Linked DNA regions of Mus musculus: region 1 is linked to region 2. The links are chromatin contacts, called in public HiChIP or PLAC-seq maps. All regions are on one chromosome and are shown on one strand. Each heading gives the region's core, a stretch centred on a gene start, on an enhancer-like site or on the middle of the called end of the contact. The rest is flanking DNA. Distances are from core to core; before and after follow the strand shown. Region 1 holds the start of Nup210 (nucleoporin 210). Region 2 overlaps Nup210 (nucleoporin 210).

The links. HiChIP or PLAC-seq counts read pairs in DNA pulled down with a chosen protein or histone mark.
Region 1: a contact with region 2 is called in an H3K4me3 HiChIP or PLAC-seq map of the SCID.adh cell line, with 13 read pairs. The contact joins the promoter of Nup210 here to the enhancer-like site in region 2. A contact is called at or near these places in 1 of 15 datasets of contacts at CTCF or cohesin (the G1E-ER4 cell line), 16 of 484 Hi-C or Micro-C datasets (the AML12 cell line, the G1E-ER4 cell line, Th1 cells and 8 more), 6 of 115 datasets of contacts at active chromatin or transcription factors (the 230-238 cell line, CD8 T cells, the SCID.adh cell line and 2 more) and 3 of 9 other capture datasets (adipose tissue, liver and pancreatic islet).

What each region holds. Positions count from the first base shown.
Region 1 is chr6:91,113,600-91,118,217 of GRCm38.p6, forward strand. It overlaps Nup210 (nucleoporin 210), which reads right to left and starts at 3,227. Exons shown (of 40, transcript NM_018815.2): 1 at 3,019-3,227. The coding sequence starts at 3,185. Gm30364 (a long non-coding RNA gene) reads left to right here and starts at 3,622. Exons shown (of 4, transcript XR_003956467.1): 1 at 3,622-4,586.
Region 2 is chr6:91,052,501-91,056,634 of GRCm38.p6, forward strand. It overlaps Nup210 (nucleoporin 210), which reads right to left. Exons shown (of 40, transcript NM_018815.2): 17 at 2,725-2,917; 18 at 1,890-1,996; 19 at 1,065-1,169; 20 at 872-973. Among named protein-coding and RNA genes, the nearest start is that of Gm38860, 45 kb to the left of the region's middle. Within about 2 kb of position 1,986, at least 7 of the 459 cell types and tissues checked have an H3K27ac peak or open chromatin away from gene starts, as enhancers often do. A contact at or near this core is called in the SCID.adh cell line, where this site is marked.

The sequences.
Region 1 (4,618 bases), core at 1,977-4,476, 62 kb after region 2:
TGCCACCATCTTCAAATGGTTCCTATGAGATCAGAGAAGATTGCTGAAGGTCATGCAACAGAATTGCAATTGATAGGTAAACCTCTAGCTCAAGGGAACAAAGGGGTGATAAGAGTCTTTACAGAAAAACAGTTTTGTTTGAAATTTGAGAATGGGGGTGGGTGGTAATGAGGCCCTACCCAAAGTCATTTACATTCAGGCCTTACGCCTAGTTAATCAGACAGACAGTAACATATAAAGTCAGGCTGTCAGCCTGGTTCATTGGATGGATAGAGACAGATGGGGACAGAGAGAGAAATGTTAAGTCAACTGTAGTGAATTCTTACTCTCAGCCAAGCAGAGGTTTCAAACAGATTCTAGGGTAAAGTGCTTTCTTCCCTTGCCACTTCCCAACAACTCTCCCCATCTTTCTGTCCTAACTCACTTATCTCTTAGCTAAGAAGATTCAGGACCACACTAGGCAAATCTATCGGGCAGGTTTCTCTACTACCTCAGATAAGATTGATTCATTCATTCAGTGAGCTGAGAAGTTATACCACACACGCACAGGCGCGGATGCACAAGGTTTGCCTCAAGTATAGACCAACACCAGAGGGTCTCCAGACTTTACCTGGGTCTCATCCTCACTTCTCTCTCCTGCCTTATCTACCCCACTTCCCAACAGACCACCTTCTTAATGAACCACAGAACTGAAAGGAGACCACAATGTGCCTGAGTTTGGAGCAAAGTTGAAAGACAAGGGTGAAATTTCTTTTTTCCTCTCAATTCAAGTTTTTTGTGGATATCATTTGTATATACAAGGATACCTTTTAAAGGAACCAATAAAATAATTTTCCATGCAAAGTAGCTTACGCTAAATCATAACTTGGTCTGCAGCAAAGCTGTCTGGGTTTAACTGGAAAGACAAATGAGCCTGGCAAGTTTGCCAAGGCTGTGGCCCCAGGTCCCACTGATGGATGATGGGCTGGAAGGCCTTCAGCACCATCACCATCACCACACTGTGAGTGAGCTGCCACCTCTTCCCTCTCTGCATTCCCTCAAACGCAGCAACACCGACCAGATGACCTCCCAGTTACTGGATGCTACAATTCAGGAACTAGGAAAGGTAACTTAAAGCTACAGGCTCAGACATGCAGTCACTTCAGAGAACCTGGAGCTCAGCACTGAATTCCAAGGATGAGCAACACCCCCAGGGCCTGGCAGGGGTTAAATTGTCTTTGTTTTTCATCTCAGAGACTTGAAGTACTCCTGGATAAAGAGGCCATCTCCTCCAGGGAGAGATGACTGCAGGTGTGAGTCTTAGCTATCTGCCAACTCTCAAAGCCTCCAGGATTCTCAAAACTAAAGCAACGAGTGACTGTATTCAGAATAACATTTCTGATCTATGCTTGACTGACAGACCAGCTTCCGGTTGAGTAAGGGGGAAACTGCAACCAAACACCTTCAAAGAAGACACTTTTCAACCACACCTTAGGATGAAAGCCACCAGACACTAAACAATCCAGAGGGTACTTGGCATGCGTCTGAGGTATCTGAGCTTTTGAATGTCTTTCCCAGTCCTCCTACTGAGAATATAAAAATCTGCCAAGACCCATCAGCAACTCTCAGGAAAGTGCAGTTAGAGAGGAAGTAAAGACAGAAAATGTTATTCTAGGAAGAAACATACAGAACTTCCTAGGAAGCAGCACACAAATACACGCCAGGAGATTGATTCCCTTGGAGCCAGCTGTTTTAAATAGTCAGCTTCCTCTCTCTGGCCCATCTATCAAGCAGACAACTTCAACAATGGAGTGAGCATGTATCCCTCCAGAGTATTAACAGCTGACCTCCTCACTCAAAACAAAGCCCCAGAGAAGAATAAACACTTCCCCTTGGGTAAAGCATTTACTCCAAACTGCAATGGAAAGACTCTGCCTCTTCATACTCCAGAGGCCAACCTAAAGACACTCCAGACTGACCTCAAAGCGGCACTACTGCCTCAGCCTCCCTAGTGAAGTAATTATAGAGGTACAGTGCCACCCCCTATGAGGCAGACTTTTAAAACAAATTAAATTTGAGAACTACATATAGCAGAATGTGGCTCTGAGCTCTGGGCATCATATAGAACATTAACACACACACACCTAGCTAGTTAAGCCTTAGCCTAGATCAGTGGTTCTCAACCTTCCTAATGCTGTAAGCCTTTACTACAATTCCTCTGTTGTTGAACTGTACTAAAACCATAAAATTATTTTGTTGTTACTTCATAACTGTAATGTTGCTACTGTTGGAATCATAATGTGAATATCTGACAGGAGGCCCCAAACTGGGTTTTAACCCACAGGTTGAGAACCAATGACCTAAACACATTCTTAAGGAGGCTGGCAGCAAAATGTAGCCTGAGAGAAGGAAGGGACTATGTCGCACTAGTGAGGGTGTGGGTCAAGGGTGTGACCTGATCACACCCTACTCAGCCTGCACCCAGCAACGAGAAGTTCTCCCTTCATCTGCCTAGCCAAAGGCTGGACCGCAACACCCTGCTGGAAGCCAGGTCATCAAGGCAGACCCTACTCCACCAGCATCTAATTCCTTTGCCTCCCACTTCTGAGCTGGAAAATGGTCCTTTCATCCAAGATTTAATGACTCTCCCTAAGTGGCTTAACGGGTGTGGTGTGTCTCCCACAGACTCCTTGCCCAGGTCTCTACAGACACTCTTCTCACACCAGTCAGGCGCCAGGGGTGAGTCCCACCTCCCCCGTCTCCCACAGACTCCAGAGCGTGGCTGCTCAAGCTGGAGCTCCTCAGGGCCCTGACAGCTGGGGACCGAGGCCACGTGCGGCGCTGCCCTCCATGGCCCGCGATCACAGCCTCCTCTTCCCGCGCAGCCCAGACGCGAGTGGCCCAGGCGCCATGCGCAGAGAGAGAGCGCGCGCGCCGCGGGGTCACGCGGGGCCGGCTGGAGCGAGCACGCCACGCACCTGCGGCCCAAGCCCCCTCCCGCGCGCACCTGCCGCCTCCCGCCGGGCCCGCGCGCCTCACCAGCGGTAGCAGCCCTCAGAAGCTTCCAGAGTGAAGTTCACGCGCGTGGCCCGCGTGAAGGGCAGCAGCACCTTGGGAATGTTAAGCTTGGCGGCCGCGGCGGGACCCACTACCTGCAGCAACAGCAGCGCCCAGAGCGCCGGCTGCACTAGTGAGGCCCGCGCCATCCTCCCGGCCTCGCTAGCGCCCGGGCGCGCGCTCCCGCGCCCTCCACCGGCGCGCGCTGGGTAGCAGGTGGCCGCGTGGGGCGGGGCGAGCGCAGTGATGGGCGGGACCGGCGGGAAAGCGGAGAGCACGCGCCTGGTGCTGAGCCCCTAGAGCGCGCCGAATCCTGCGAGCTTTTTCAGCCCCGGAGCCCGTAGCGCGTGGCCTAAGGCCTCTGCCGCGCGCCCGTCTCTGGTGGCAGCCTTCCAGCAGGCTCGCTCTTGTTCATTCCGCCTTGTCTGGAGCCTCTGGCGGTGGAGCCAGGACATAGCACTAAGACAGGCGCCCTAGGACAGTGTGGAGCGCTCACTGATTAACACCCCCCCCCCCGCCCCCTTTCCAAAGCCACACTTCCCCAGGGGCCAAGAAGGTCTTGAGATATTCCGGGATCAATCCATCAGCAGGACAACACTGGGAACTTCCTGTTAAACAGCCCCATGGATGCTCCAAGGGAAATATCCGAAAGGTTAGTGAGGGAACAACACGTCCCTGAAAGTAGACGGTGCAACCTGACTTCAGCTGCACTAGGACCTGGATCGACCAGCGGGATCTGGAAGAAAAGTGACAGGCTGATGTCATGCATAAACAAAGACTTGAAGCTGAATTTCAGGCCGGCTGGGGAAGCCTCCTGGAGGAGAAACTCTCTGGAATGGATACTAAGGTCTCGCTGGGTTTCTGAGAGGCCACCATTCCTAGTCTATGTAGTTTTTGTTTGTCAGTTTGACACCAACTAGTGTCTTCTGGGGAGAGCAGCCTTAATTGGGAAAATACCCCCATCAGATTGGCCTGTAGACCTGTTTATGGAGCATTTTCTTAACTGATGATTGATGAGGGAGGGCCCAGATCACTGTGGGCTGTGCCACCTCTGTAAAGGAGGTTCTGAAGTGTTAAGAGAGCAAGCTGAGCAAACCATACGGAACAAGCCAGTAAGTTGTCTTCCTCCGTGGCGCTGGCTTCAGGTCCTGCCCTGGTTGAGTGCCTGGCTTCCCTCAATGATCCAGTGTGGCTGGGATAAGGAAGCCGAATAAACCCTTTCCTTCCTAACTCGCTTTTGCCTTGGGACATTTGGATACAAGGAGGGACATTTGGAGGGCACCCTCAGGCCCTAAGGACCCTGGACCAGGAATGGGGGTGAGAGGAGCTACCCAGAAGAGGACAAGTCTTCCAGGCTGGGTACCACGTGCTACAGGAGGAGGGAAAGTTCCACCATCCTCTTCCAGGAAATAAAAGAAAAGCAACGCTCCTCCAGGGTGTCTGTGCAAACTCTTCCTGCGCGTTCTTGGTGATGCTTCATTGTTTTTAGTTTCCAGCGCTGGAGATCACACACCCGGCTTCACTCCTGAGCCTTTCATGCTTTTAACCAGGTACTAGGATCAGGTGGCTAAAATTAAAGAGG
Region 2 (4,134 bases), core at 736-3,235:
CTGTGTGCAGGTATCATTCTGGACTTCAAGAGTAACTTTTCATTTAAGGGCTACATAAATACCCCATAAGACACATGTGTAGACAATTAGGACAGTTCTTTATTTTCTTTCTTTGGCTCTATTAAGAAAAGAACATTTAGGGGCTGGAGAGATAGCTCAGTGACTAAAAGCATTGGCTGGCAGCCATTCCAGAGGAGCTGGGTTCAGTTCCCAACATCCACATGGCCTTTCATAACCTGCTAGAACTCCAGGTCTAGGTGATCTGTCACCCTCTTCTGGCCTCTGAGGACACTGCAATGTACTTGATACACTGGTACACATACACGCATGCAGTCGAGTACTCATGCACAAAAAATAAAACTAAACCACTGGAAAAAAAAGAGGATCTAGAGAGCTCTAATCCTGCGCTAACAAAAGGGCCAAAAGTACAAGTAAGGTAACTTTGGACTACATGACGATGTGAAAGAAAGAGCAGCTCGGGGCATGAGGAGACAGGGCGCTCCATTCCTCCTCCATGCCAGAGGTCCAATCAGGTCCTTGAGTAGGAGAGGGTGAAGTGGGAACTGTGGAGAGGTAGTGGAGTGAAGAGAGCACAGGAGAAGCTTTGAAATGCAAGTGTCTTAGGGTTACCACAAAGCCACTTATGTAATAAAAGAATAATTAAAAGATGAATCGTAAGATTGATTGAAAGGGAAGAATTAGGTAATTAACAGTGCGGGTAATTGCAGATGCAGAAGAGAAAGCACAGAGGTAGCATGGGAACCAGAGAACTTCAGAGCTGCTCAGAAGCTCAAGGCTCTGCTCAGTACCAGGGAGGCCTGGAATAATGTGAGCCTGAGCAGACAGCTGGGGTCTCCATGCCTAGGCTTACCAGAGCTACGCCCCGGGTGTCCTGGTAGGCCACCTTGATGATGTCCTGGGTGCTTGTGTTGAGGAAGAAGTATCCAGAGCCTTCTGTGATGTAGAGTTCCACCTGCAGGGAGATGTGGGGGTGAGAGGGGTCAGGCTGGGTAGCAAAGAGTGCACAGTTCCTCACTTGAGGGGTGGTGGGCAAAGGGTCACACCTGGACACCAGGATGGTTATAAATGGTCATTTCTTCTGGACTGACCCTCACATCCTCTACGAGAATAAGTTCAATGGAGGCTGACACAGGTACTAGAGGGTCATGCTGAAAGAGAAAGGCCAACACTGTCAGATCCGTAAGACCATGGACACTACCAGTTCCCTCTGAAAAGAGTCGAGCTAGATGCTCCAGGTAGAGGCCTCATTCCAGGAATGGAAGCTTCAAGCGGTGTTAGTATCCAGGGGACACCAGGGAGGCAGAGAGAACCCCTGGCCCCCAGAGAGGTTGGAAGCATAAGTGAAGTTCTTAAAAGGCCATCTGTGGGGTGTGAGGCTCCAGAGAGGAGCCCCAGTGAGGCCTCTCAAAAGCTAACAAGTTCTACAAAAGAACGAAATGGGGAGAAGACATTTGGGACAGGGATAAGTGAACATCAAAACATCCAAAGGGGAACTGATTTCTCCCAGAGGAATTAGCATCCTGATTGTCTTAGCATCCTGGCTCTCAAGGACACAAGCCCCCCACTTTCCCTGTCCACAAGTATCTACTGTCTCCACCATTTCAGTAGCAGCTTATGGGGTAGTCTGACAGGGTAGGTATCATCCACACAGGTCCATCCTTGGAGAAGCCTTCTAATTCCTCAAATGTACCCACTGGATCCCTCTCCCCCAACCCCTTCCAAGCAGCACCTTAGCCTGAAGCCATCAAGAGATGCTGGGAAGCAAGGAAAAATCAAGCAGGTAGTGATCTCCAGACAGAATCTACACAAAACCAGGATCCGTCCTGGCCTTGCCCATGGTCCCACCCACTGTGTCCTCTGGAAGATACCGGTTGCTTCACTCTGGCTTCGCTCAGGTGGGACTGCTGGTAGCCAGTCGCTGTGGCAGAGATGGCTGTGGTTCCTGATGCCTCGTGAACCGAGACTGTCTGCAAACCTGAGGGCACAGACAGGAAACAAATATCAGTCACAGGCCCCTTGGTTACCTTGGGGCTACCTCATCCTGCTGCTGATTCAGTTTCAAGTTTTGAAACAGGTAACTGAGTTTGCTGAGGCTTTTAGTCCTGTAAGGATTAACAGGTCCAGAACAGTTGCTGAGATAAGTTGAAAGGACAAGTTCAACATTGGGCGGCTGAGGAAGTTTGTTACTGCCACGGCTTGGCCAGGGGGTCTGAGACAGGAGATCTGGCTGCTCTGGGTCCTGAGCCCCTGGTTCCTACCCCACATGCCTAAATGGGATTAAAGAAATAGTGAAACTGGGTATACTGACCCATGTGTGAGATCTCAGCACTCAAGAGACAAAAAGATCTGTTTGAGGCTAGCTTGATTGCATAAAAAGGAGATCTTATCTCAAAAAAAAAAAATCAGCAGCCAACTGTCATGGCATGTCTTTCATCTCAGCACTCAAGAGGCAGAAGCAGGTGGATCTCAATGTCTTGAGGCTAGTCTGGTCTACATAGTGAGTTCTGGGCCAGCCAGTGCTACAGTGAGACTCTGTCTCAAAAAGGGAGGGATAGGGATCTGAACTCTCTCTGTGTTCCATGGTTCAGTTCTGAATGACGCCTGAGGTCCGAGGCATGAACTTAGTGCAGGATCCTTCCTGTGTGTCTAGGGCTTCCCACATCTCTTCCAGCTCCAGGCCCTCTAGCTAAAGACCTGGCTCACCATGTAGTTTCTTTTGGCCATTCCCATCATCCTGGGATACCAGCTGCATGGGCTGGTCAAGCTCAATGCTGGCCAGCAATGGCCGGGAGGACTCCCACTGGATGCTCAGAGAGCTGAAGTTATCGAATCGCCGGCCCTGTTGGTCATAGGCACCCAGGTCTAACAGGGGATTACGGTGACTGGATACTGGAACCTAAAAGAAACAATGATCAGATGCCGGGGCCACATCCAGGACTCTGGCACTACTGCCTGCCACAGGCATGCCATGAAGCTGGGAGTTTCCCTGTGGCTGGTGAAGGGGCAGAGATGAGCTATAACCAACATTCAGGAATGCCATCATTCAGGTGCCCAAAGTTCTGCCCAGATTGGCTCCTTTTTCTCCAGGGGTGATAAGGACTCCCCTTTTCCCTAACAAACAGACACAGGGTACACGCCAAGGAGAGGCAGCCCAGGAGAGGCAGGAGTATCTCCCTAAATCTGGATTGACCCTTGGCTCCAGCTCTTCCTGCGCAGGAAGGCAGAAAGGCCTCCATCTTTGTCTGCTTCGGTCAGGGTAGGAAGCAAAACCTATCGGCTGGGACTTTTTCATATTGTTTTTTTTTAGATTGATTGATTTATGTGTTTGAATGTTTTCCCTACATATACATATGTAAGCCTCATGCCTGTAGAGGACAGAAGAGGGCAGGATGGTTATGAGCCATCATGTGGGTGCTGAGAACTGAACCCAGCACTCATAACTACTGACCCAGGACTTTATTTTAAATATGAATCCTGTACTGTGGTTTTAGAGAGACAAATTCACAATTCACACTGTGATGGGGTGGGCTCTAGCATAGCTTACAGCTGATATAATCCATTCAGGCACAGCCCAGAAGGAAGGACTATCCTGTCACCTTAGGGGTAACTCACTAAGTCTAGTGAGATGTGACAAGTGATTTGTGGTAATTCCAGGGGACCCTCTGAGGCCTAAGCACAAACTTTCTGTACAATGGCTCTTACTGGTGGACATCTTGAGACTCTTGCACTATGCAGGCAAGAGCTGAGCTTACATTGCACAGTTGAGATATGTAGCTGTGGGGTTGGGGGCTGTTAATGTGACATGGCCACCCTGATTGATGTTGCACCAAGCTTCCTGCCTCTACCTCCAGGATCCCTCTCCAATTTCTTGTATCTCTCCTGGTTCCAGACATGACTAAGCATGCTGCAATTTAAGAACCACTCTTTCATATCAGCAACTTGGCTCTCCAACTGGGTACACCAAGGGTTTTAACTGGGCAGGACACAAACTGGGGAGCTGTGAGTGTGGGCAGGGACTGCAGAGCTCTTTCCCCAGACATCTCACCCTTCCTCCCAGCTTCTGGTAGAAAATCAGTGCTTTTCTGGGAAAGACATCAGCTCTATGCAAGCATG